Regions from separate parts of the Zea mays genome. Here regions 2 and 3 are each linked to region 1. The links are chromatin contacts, called in public Hi-C maps. All regions are on one chromosome and are shown on one strand. The core of a region is the stretch at or near the end of the contact, and the rest is flanking DNA. Distances in the headings are between cores, read along the strand shown.

Evidence for each region. Hi-C and Micro-C count contacts between places; a contact is called where the count stands out from the background.
Region 2: a Hi-C map of bundle sheath shows a contact between it and region 1, with 2.3 times the contacts expected there. The contact joins the promoter of LOC103651256 here to the promoter of LOC103642983 in region 1. A contact is called at or near these places in 4 of 25 Hi-C or Micro-C datasets (bundle sheath, ear, leaf and 1 more).
Region 3: a Hi-C map of bundle sheath shows a contact between it and region 1, with 1.6 times the contacts expected there. The contact joins the promoter of LOC100191711 here to the promoter of LOC103642983 in region 1. A contact is called at or near these places in 2 of 25 Hi-C or Micro-C datasets (bundle sheath and tassel).

The regions. Positions count from the first base shown.
Region 1 is chr3:207,813,512-207,816,211 of Zm-B73-REFERENCE-NAM-5.0, forward strand. LOC103642983 (brassinosteroid LRR receptor kinase BRI1) reads left to right here and starts at 1,315. Exons shown (of 1, transcript XM_020550489.2): 1 at 1,315-2,700. The coding sequence starts at 1,584.
Region 2 is chr3:207,531,363-207,534,062 of Zm-B73-REFERENCE-NAM-5.0, forward strand. It overlaps LOC103651256 (RGG repeats nuclear RNA binding protein C), which reads right to left and starts at 1,339. Exons shown (of 6, transcript XM_008676877.3): 1 at 897-1,339; 2 at 222-612; 3 at 1-125. The coding sequence starts at 1,089.
Region 3 is chr3:208,163,763-208,166,462 of Zm-B73-REFERENCE-NAM-5.0, forward strand. It overlaps LOC100191711, which reads right to left and starts at 1,414. Exons shown (of 2, transcript NM_001137140.1): 1 at 1,214-1,414; 2 at 233-1,142. The coding sequence starts at 1,363. The coding sequence ends at 465. LOC103651264 (a long non-coding RNA gene) reads left to right here and starts at 1,258. Exons shown (of 2, transcript XR_002268193.2): 1 at 1,258-1,648; 2 at 1,748-2,061.

The DNA.
Region 1 (2,700 bases), core at 65-2,564:
AGCCATGAGCTAAAAATCTTTTTCACTTCGTCCACTGCACTATATTCTATTTGTGAGGCCATGGCTAACAGACCGTACATGTGGCCGTGTAAAACACTGCACTATAGATCAAATAAAAGACGAGATCAGTAAGTTGTTGAAGATAGTCTTAGCTCCTTACCCTCTCCCTCCTAGTATTATAATAAAATCACTCTATCGATCTATCATATAATCAATGAGTCGAGCGTAGGCCCATCTCCAACAGAGCATAGATAGAAGCATGCAAAATACTATTGTGTACTGTATATTGCACTGTTTACAGCGTTGAGTTTAAAATAGTAAGTAACATAGGAAGGTTGCTCGAGTTAGCCTAAGCGCGAAGGTTTGTTTGGTTGTCCCTGCCAGACAGCATGCTGACTAGGCAACCATCTTAGCTCAAGCGACTGAAATCAGACATCTGAAATAGAAGCCTGGACCAGATAGCTCCGGCCAGGAGTCATTCAAAGAAGCCCGGTCATCTCCAGCAGGTCGAGTAAATTACTGTTTTGCACTGTAGATTACACTATTTACAGAGTAAAGTTTAAAATAGAAACTGGAATCATAAGTGAGATAGAGAGTCTGCTGGAGATAGACTTAAATAACCGAACTCTTCTAAACGGGACTAGAATTCTGCACGGGTCGACGAAAGAGTGACCTATAATGCAAAATGATTCAAATTCAAAATGATTCAAAACGGAGTAGAGTTCAAATTATCATGCGCATTAGCCTTGGCATTCCTGGGTGCGGGCAGTGTCGCCGATCGAACAAACACACGCTCGGCTGCCGGCTTATAACGGGACCTTATCCACTCTCACGGCCTCGCCATCATAACACACGCTCGGCTCACACCGGAAAGGTGGCACGGCGCAGCGTCGACCGCACGCGCTCCTCCGCCCCGGATCGGATCTACCAGCCCACTCGCGCTACGGGCGTGAAGACAAAAAAACACTCGGCGAAGCAACGCGGCCCACGCGTCCGCCTCCCTCCACGCCCGCCAGGGATCCCGCACGCTCGGACCGCGACCCCGAACTGCCCATGCCCGCCCGCGGGTGGTGGAGTGGCGCGCGGATTGACGAGCCCCGGAGGCCGCGGCTGGCGCCTGGCGGGCACGTGACTCCGTCTCGAGCAGAGCACTGCCTGTCCCAACCGGCGCGGCCCTCCGCCGTCGGATCCGATCGGGATTAACCTCGCCGCGGGCAGCGGATAAGCGCCGTGGTTTAGAAGACTAATCTCGCTCGGCCCTCGGGCTAATTAGGCAGCGATTCGCGATGAGGGCGAGCAGTCGAGGGCAGGGGGCACATGCCATGTGACGTGACCCCACCACCACTCTCTCCCGCCCTTCCCTCACCTACAGCTGTTAATTTGCTTCCCGTCTCCTGCGCTCCCCCTCTCTCTCTGTCTTTACACTGTTGCTTCTTTCTTCCTGCTCCTCTCTCTAGGTATAGCAGCCCATTCCTCCACACTCCCACCTCCGCTCATCACCTCTCCCTCTCCTACCATCTCGTCGGCTCCTCCCCCGTCGGCCGACCCGCTTCTTTAATGGTTTTAAGGTAGCGCGCTAGTTCATGGAATCTCCGGGGCTGTTCGCTGTAGTGGCACTCTTCGTCGTCGTCGTGGCGGCGGCGGCCGCCGACGATGCCCAGCTGCTGGAGCAGTTCAAGGAGGCCGTGCCGAGCCAGGCCACGGACCTCCGCGGGTGGAGCGCCAGCGATGGCGCCTGCAGGTTCCCAGGCGCCGGCTGCAGGGGCGGGCGGCTCACGTCGCTGTCGCTCGCCGCCGTCCCGCTCAATGCCGACTTCCGGGCCGTCGCGGCCACCCTGCTGCAGCTGGCCAGCCTCGAGACGCTCAGCCTGCGCGGCGCCAACGTCAGCGGCACGCTGGCCGCGGTGCCGAGGTGCGGGGCCAAGCTGCAGTCGCTCGACCTGTCAGCGAATGCCGGCCTGCGGGGCTCCGTCTCCGACGTCGAGGCGCTTGTCGCTGCCTGCGCCGGGCTTAGCGCGCTGAACCTCTCCGGCGGTTCGATTGGTGGGCCGAGGTCTGCCGGCGTTGTCGCCTCCGGATTTGCCCGGCTAGACGCTCTCGACTTGTCCGGCAACAAGATCTCCGGCGATGGCGACCTCCGGTGGATGGTGGGCGCCGGCGTCGGAGCAGTCCGCCAACTGGACCTCTCCGGGAACAAGATCTCTAGCCTGCCGGAGTTCACCAACTGCTCTGGGCTGGAGTACCTCGACCTCTCCGGCAACCTCATCGCCGGCGAGGTGGCCGGCAGGACTCTCGCTGACTGCCGTGGTCTGAGAACGCTCAACCTCTCAGGCAACCACCTGGTCGGCCCGTTCCCGCCGGACGTCGCCGCCCTCACCTCGCTCGCCGGACTCAACCTCTCAAACAACAACTTCTCCAGCGACCTCCCCGCCGACGCTTTCACCGAGCTACAGCAGCTCAAGGTGGTCGCCCTCTCCTTCAACCACTTCAACGGCAGTATTCCGGACTCCTTGGCAGCGCTGCCGGAGCTCGACGTGCTGGACCTCAGCTCCAACACCTTCTCCGGCACCATCCCTTCGTCCATCTGCCAAGGCCCCAACTCCAGCCTCCGCATGCTGTACCTCCAGAACAACTACCTCTCCGGCGCCATCCCTGAGTCAATCTCCAACTGCACCAGGCTCGAATCTCTCGATCTCAGCC
Region 2 (2,700 bases), core at 89-2,588, 280 kb before region 1:
CCTCCTCATTTGCAGTAGCATCCTTGTTATCTTTGTTCTCATCTGCTGCTGGGGCATCGATCTGCTCACCTTGTTTCTCAGCAACAGGAGCAGCCTCCTCCATCTTCGGAGAGTCCTCTGCATCCCTAGTCACAGAGGGTTTCATTAGTACAATTAAACCTTCCAGAGGCATAGTCACAGAAATACTATGCTAAAAACAATAAATATACTAGTCTCCTTACTGGGCAATAAGCTCATCAGTGGCAGTGCCCCAGTTCCCACGCCCTGCGCCATCACGCTTCATCTCATAGCCATGGCCAGTCCCGCTGTGGCGCTCATAGTTTCTCCGTGGTGGCCTCTCAGAGTCATCACCAAACTCAACATTCCTGTAACCACCACGTCTGCCTCCGCCACGGTACGGGGGACGAGTGTCTCTCTCCCTTTCTCCTTCAGATCCACCAGTTACAGCACCATCCCCATAGCCTCCGCCACCATAACCTCCCTGGAACTCATTGCCATTGTCACCACTGAAGCCACGGTTCTGACCATATCCCCGTCCACCTCTGCCACGGCCACGTTCACCACGGCCAAAGCCTCCACGAGCTGATGAGCCACCGCCGCGTGCATCCCGAACTGAAAAAAAATGTATAATACAATGGGTCCAAATGAATATTCGTGCTTTCAGGAAATGGAGGCAATAAAAACCATTTGATATGAACTCAGGCCTGAAGAAAGGTAAAATCCACTTTGCAGCAGCGGAAAACTCGTAATTTTATAAGACACGTCATCAAAGTTTACAACTAGCGTGATGCGGGTGGATAAAAAAAATCAGAAATATGCTCCAAGCAGCATTTCGAAAGCTGCGAGGGGAAGTGCCCGGAGAGCCAGATCTAGCACAGTAAACAATCACAACTCACCCGTCTGCGAGGGAGGAGCGGGCTTGGTCGGGAACTTGGTGGTCGCCGCAGGCTGGGCAGCCTTCCCAGCAGGCGCCACGGCGGACTTCTTCGCCTCGGCTTTCTGAGCAGCAGCCGCCGCCGCCGCAATCAACAGCGACGGGTCGTCGTTGTCGTCGGCGCCGAGGAGTTCGAAAGGGTTGAGGGTGGCCATGGCAGCGGCGGCGGGGAATACTTCAGTAGGATCGCGAAGTACCTGATGAAGATAGTAGATACAAGCACTAGCAGCTTCGCCGGACGGGTTGGGCCGCCATTAGAATGGAGATGAAAGGAGAGTGAGGGGGAGAAGAGGGTAGGTAGGGTTTTGGGCGGCGGCGGCGGCGGCTAGGAGATGGAAGGGACCGAGGGAAGGTGTGACAGGAAAAAACCCTAGCCGCACTCCTAAGCGATCATATCCTTCCGACTCCGTACCTTTTCTGCTCAGAAGCTCTAGAATTACGTTACTAACCTTGAGATTGAGAATTAATTACAATTTTGCAATTACGCTAATGGCCTTGAGCCCTTGAGCTTGAGAGGCAATTGCCATAGCCCCGTGGATCGAAGGGGTATATGTGGAATGAAATTTACAGGATTTACGGTTTGGGGGACTGAGATGCTCGTGGGTTTGGGAATTTTTTTCATCTGAGCCGTTAACTGCAAATCGAACGGATGAACTTCTGATAGAAAGATGTGTGGGCTTTTTTAGAAGACAAGTGTATGGTTTGGCTTCGCTAAATTTACCAACACATTTTTGCTCAAGACTATTGAGCTTAGTCTCGACGTAGCATAAAATCCAGCACCTGTCTAACTTTTTATTAGTTGTGATGACTTTATATTTAACTAAATCAATTTCATAGGATAAACGATCCAATCCGCCCGTGTCAAAAGAGTTAAGATAGATAAGTCTCCTATCACTAAGGGTCGTTTGGTTTGCTGCCTAAGACGTCATAACCTATCTAACTTTTCTGTCTAAGCTTAGGACCTGGACCTGTGTTGGGAACTCTGTTTCTCAAAACCACAGTTTATAATATCACAATTCATTATATGCCATGGCATACCTATGTTGTATATTTTACATCAGTCCAATCTAGCACTGGAGACAGTATTTCGGTTGTAATGTAGAAGACAAGACCACAATTGTGTGCAAACAAAAAACTTTGATCCTTTGACCCAAAAATACCATGGTATGGTAAAACCATGGTTTAAAATCCAGAGTTTTTAGATATGTTCACAAACGCCTTCAAGTTTAAAATACTGCGGTATGCTCAAATACCAGGGTATTGTCTCGAGACTAAGGAAATACGATGTTAATGTTGTTTTAAAATACTATAGTTTTGAAATATCATAGTTTGCAATTGCACATGACATAAATACTACAATATTACCTTACCATAGAAAACTATGGTATTGCTTAAAACTGAGATATGTTTGGTTCCATTAGAAAACCAAAGTATTTGTAGAGCGAATAGAAGATAACGGAGGTCATGAATGGAGTTTCTAAAACTCTAAAATACCACGGATTTAGTTCTTCAATTCAAGCTTCCAAACAGGACCTTAGTTCTTCAATTCAAGCGACTAAGGATAGGTAGATTGTGGCACCTTAGGTAGGAAACCAAACATGCCCTAGATCCTCTATTAATTTCCTTATTTTAAAAATGTTGCAAGACAGGGGATATAGAAGATCCAACACATCTCCTACAACATAATTTTGCTATGTTTTTAAGAGATCTAATTTTCTTAGGCACTAACTTGGAGATAAAATCGCCTTCAGCAGTTCACCTATATG
Region 3 (2,700 bases), core at 164-2,663, 350 kb after region 1:
GAGCCCGTAGATCTGCTGGATTCCAGCAAGGGCCGTAGCCCGTAGGGCCTAAGTGGGCCTTCGCCCCCTCCTCCTATTTTTCAAACAAAAAAAAAAGGTTTGTTTTAATGCCTGCACGCACAGTGAAGTGATTGCGAAAAAGGCTTACCAAACGGCAGAAGAAAAAACAAGTTCTTCTGTCGAGCTCTCCCATAGCAGTTCAGACAATGGCTCACTGGATTCATTCCAAACAGAACAAACATGCATAATTCATAATTTCACATGTAATTAGCCCGTAGCGTCTGCTCGGACTTATTTAGCACAATGGAAAAACACATTAGACTGCCCGAACATACTCCAGTGGCTGTCTATCTATATGATGTCTCGTCTCAGTCTCAGTCTCACACTGAGACTGACAAGCAAGCAACACTTTATTCCCGGCCACCACGAGCAAATGAAAGGCAGTACTGATCAACAACCACCAATCAGCAGCTCGGTGCTTCGGTTCGGTATGATCGCTTTTCAGCACTTGGGGGCCTCCCGGCGAGCATGAACGCCTTGAACACGAGCTTCCTGGGTACGGTGGGCGCGCCGGCCCACTCGTCCTCCACCCGCTTCAGCGCGTCCCTGCAGACCGCCTCCAGGTCCGCGCCCTTCGCCCTCGCCGTGGTCACCACGGAGCCGGTGTTCAGGAACCCGACCAGGTCCTCCAGCGTCATCTCCACCTCCATGTCCACATCGGCGGGCGCGCCCTCGGCGCCCACCCCGACGGGCTCGAACGGGAACGGCAGGCACCGGTACCGCTCCATGGCCAGCACCGCCCGCGGGTCCTGGTACGGCCGCAGGGCCGGGTAGAGCTGGCCGTGCAGCGCGTCCTCGAACGGGTGGATCTCGTAGTTGTAGCCCCACACGGCGAGCACGCCGCCGGGCTTCCTCAGGGCGCGCTTCACCACGGCGTAGAAGAGCGGGACGTCGAACCAGTGGATGGAGGTGGCCACCACGACCAGGTCCAGGGAGCCCTCGCCGCCGACCAGGGACACCACCTCGTCCTCCGACAGGTGCTCCGGGGTCTGGAGGTACCGCACCTTCGGGTGCGCGATGGCGTGCTGGATCTGGCCCTCGCTCACGTCCGTCGCCACCACGCTCTCGTAGTGCTCCGCCATCTGAGATGTTCGTTTCAGAATTCATCAGATCAAACGGTGTAGCAGCCAGCTACTGCACATTTCAAACTTACTCCGATGGCGGCCTGGCCGGTGCCGCACCCGGCGTCCCAGGCGCGCTGGTGCCCCGCGGTGAGGCCGGCCAGCATGGAGAACCACTCCTTGGGGTACTGCGGACGCTTCTTGGCGTACGTCTCCGACGGCTTCTCGTAGAGCCCCGCCATTCTTTCTCAATTCTTAGCTTCGGCTATCTCGGTATCGCCTGCCTATCAGCTGCCAAGTGCGGTTCGATCTTGGATGGAATTCATAGCCACAAAAGTGGCCAAAGTCATAGCCAATTCAAAAAGAGGAACTTTTGCATTATCCACTGAATCAAAGCAAAGGTTGACTCAGACTGCAACATCACATGCATGGGGAATCTTGTGCGGCAGCAGAAACCATACACAACATGAGATGATTTTCCACATAGTAGTATGAAGAAAGCAGGGACAGGCTGATGCAGCAGTCAGGTAAAAACAAGAACTACACCGAGTCTAAAGGAAACGTATCATGTACTCATGGAGCTCTTGTTGAGCACTTTAAATCTGATGTCTTTATTTCTCATCCAGGGGGTGAGGGCAGCAGTGATACACAGAAGAGACAAGCGACGCGGCACAACAAGAGTGACACACAGAAGAAACTAAGAAATGTCTATTCACACTTGGATGATAAATAAAAGCACTAGATTTAAAGTGCTCATATGAGCACAAGAGCTACATGAGCACAGGATATGTTCCCGAGTCTAAAACCTGTAGGCTGTAGAAACTTGTGTTAGCGTAAGGAGATCCACCAAATTCTGAAACCTGTATATCGTGCAATAACCCAATAAAGTAAATTAACGTGAGGTGAGTCGTCAGTTGCTCACTCTTAACTTTTCTGCCCAGATACACCTCTTCTGCTTGACCAACGTGTCTCCTTCTCTGATTGAACTGTCTGAACATTACAAGATGCTGCAACAGGTGCTGATGGGAACACCGAAGATGCTAAATATGTACTGGTGCGTACGAACTACTGAATCATCTACACGACACCTTTATCGCCTCCTCTCCATTCTACATGTACAACTAACAGCCAACTCTCGGTCTCATCAAAGATGACGATCAGAACATCACAACGTCAGATGTATTTTTTAATACAAGCACGCTATCAAAGATTACTAAACACCGAGGTAATTTAAGGCAAGAAAAATCAGAACTCCGGAGTTCTGTTGTGAGGGATTTAAGACTGCCACAACATGCATGCCAAGAAATCAGTTTTGGTCTTGCAAGAGTATTGCAGCTCTAGTCTACACAGGTGATGAAGAGTTGAGGACATCTGCTCACCAGTTACAAGTTGTTACCAGTGTGATCTGTTGCTGTAGACATAAATAAGGCCTGCAGAAAAGCAGACATTCTAACTGATCCGGTTCCGTTTCTCGGTTTCGCTTTGGTCTCAGTGAAGCAGCAGCAGAAGAGCAGCAACAAGTGGGTGTGCGTGGTGTGCAACCAGCGTCTGTGATATGCTTATGTCAGTGAGAACTAGA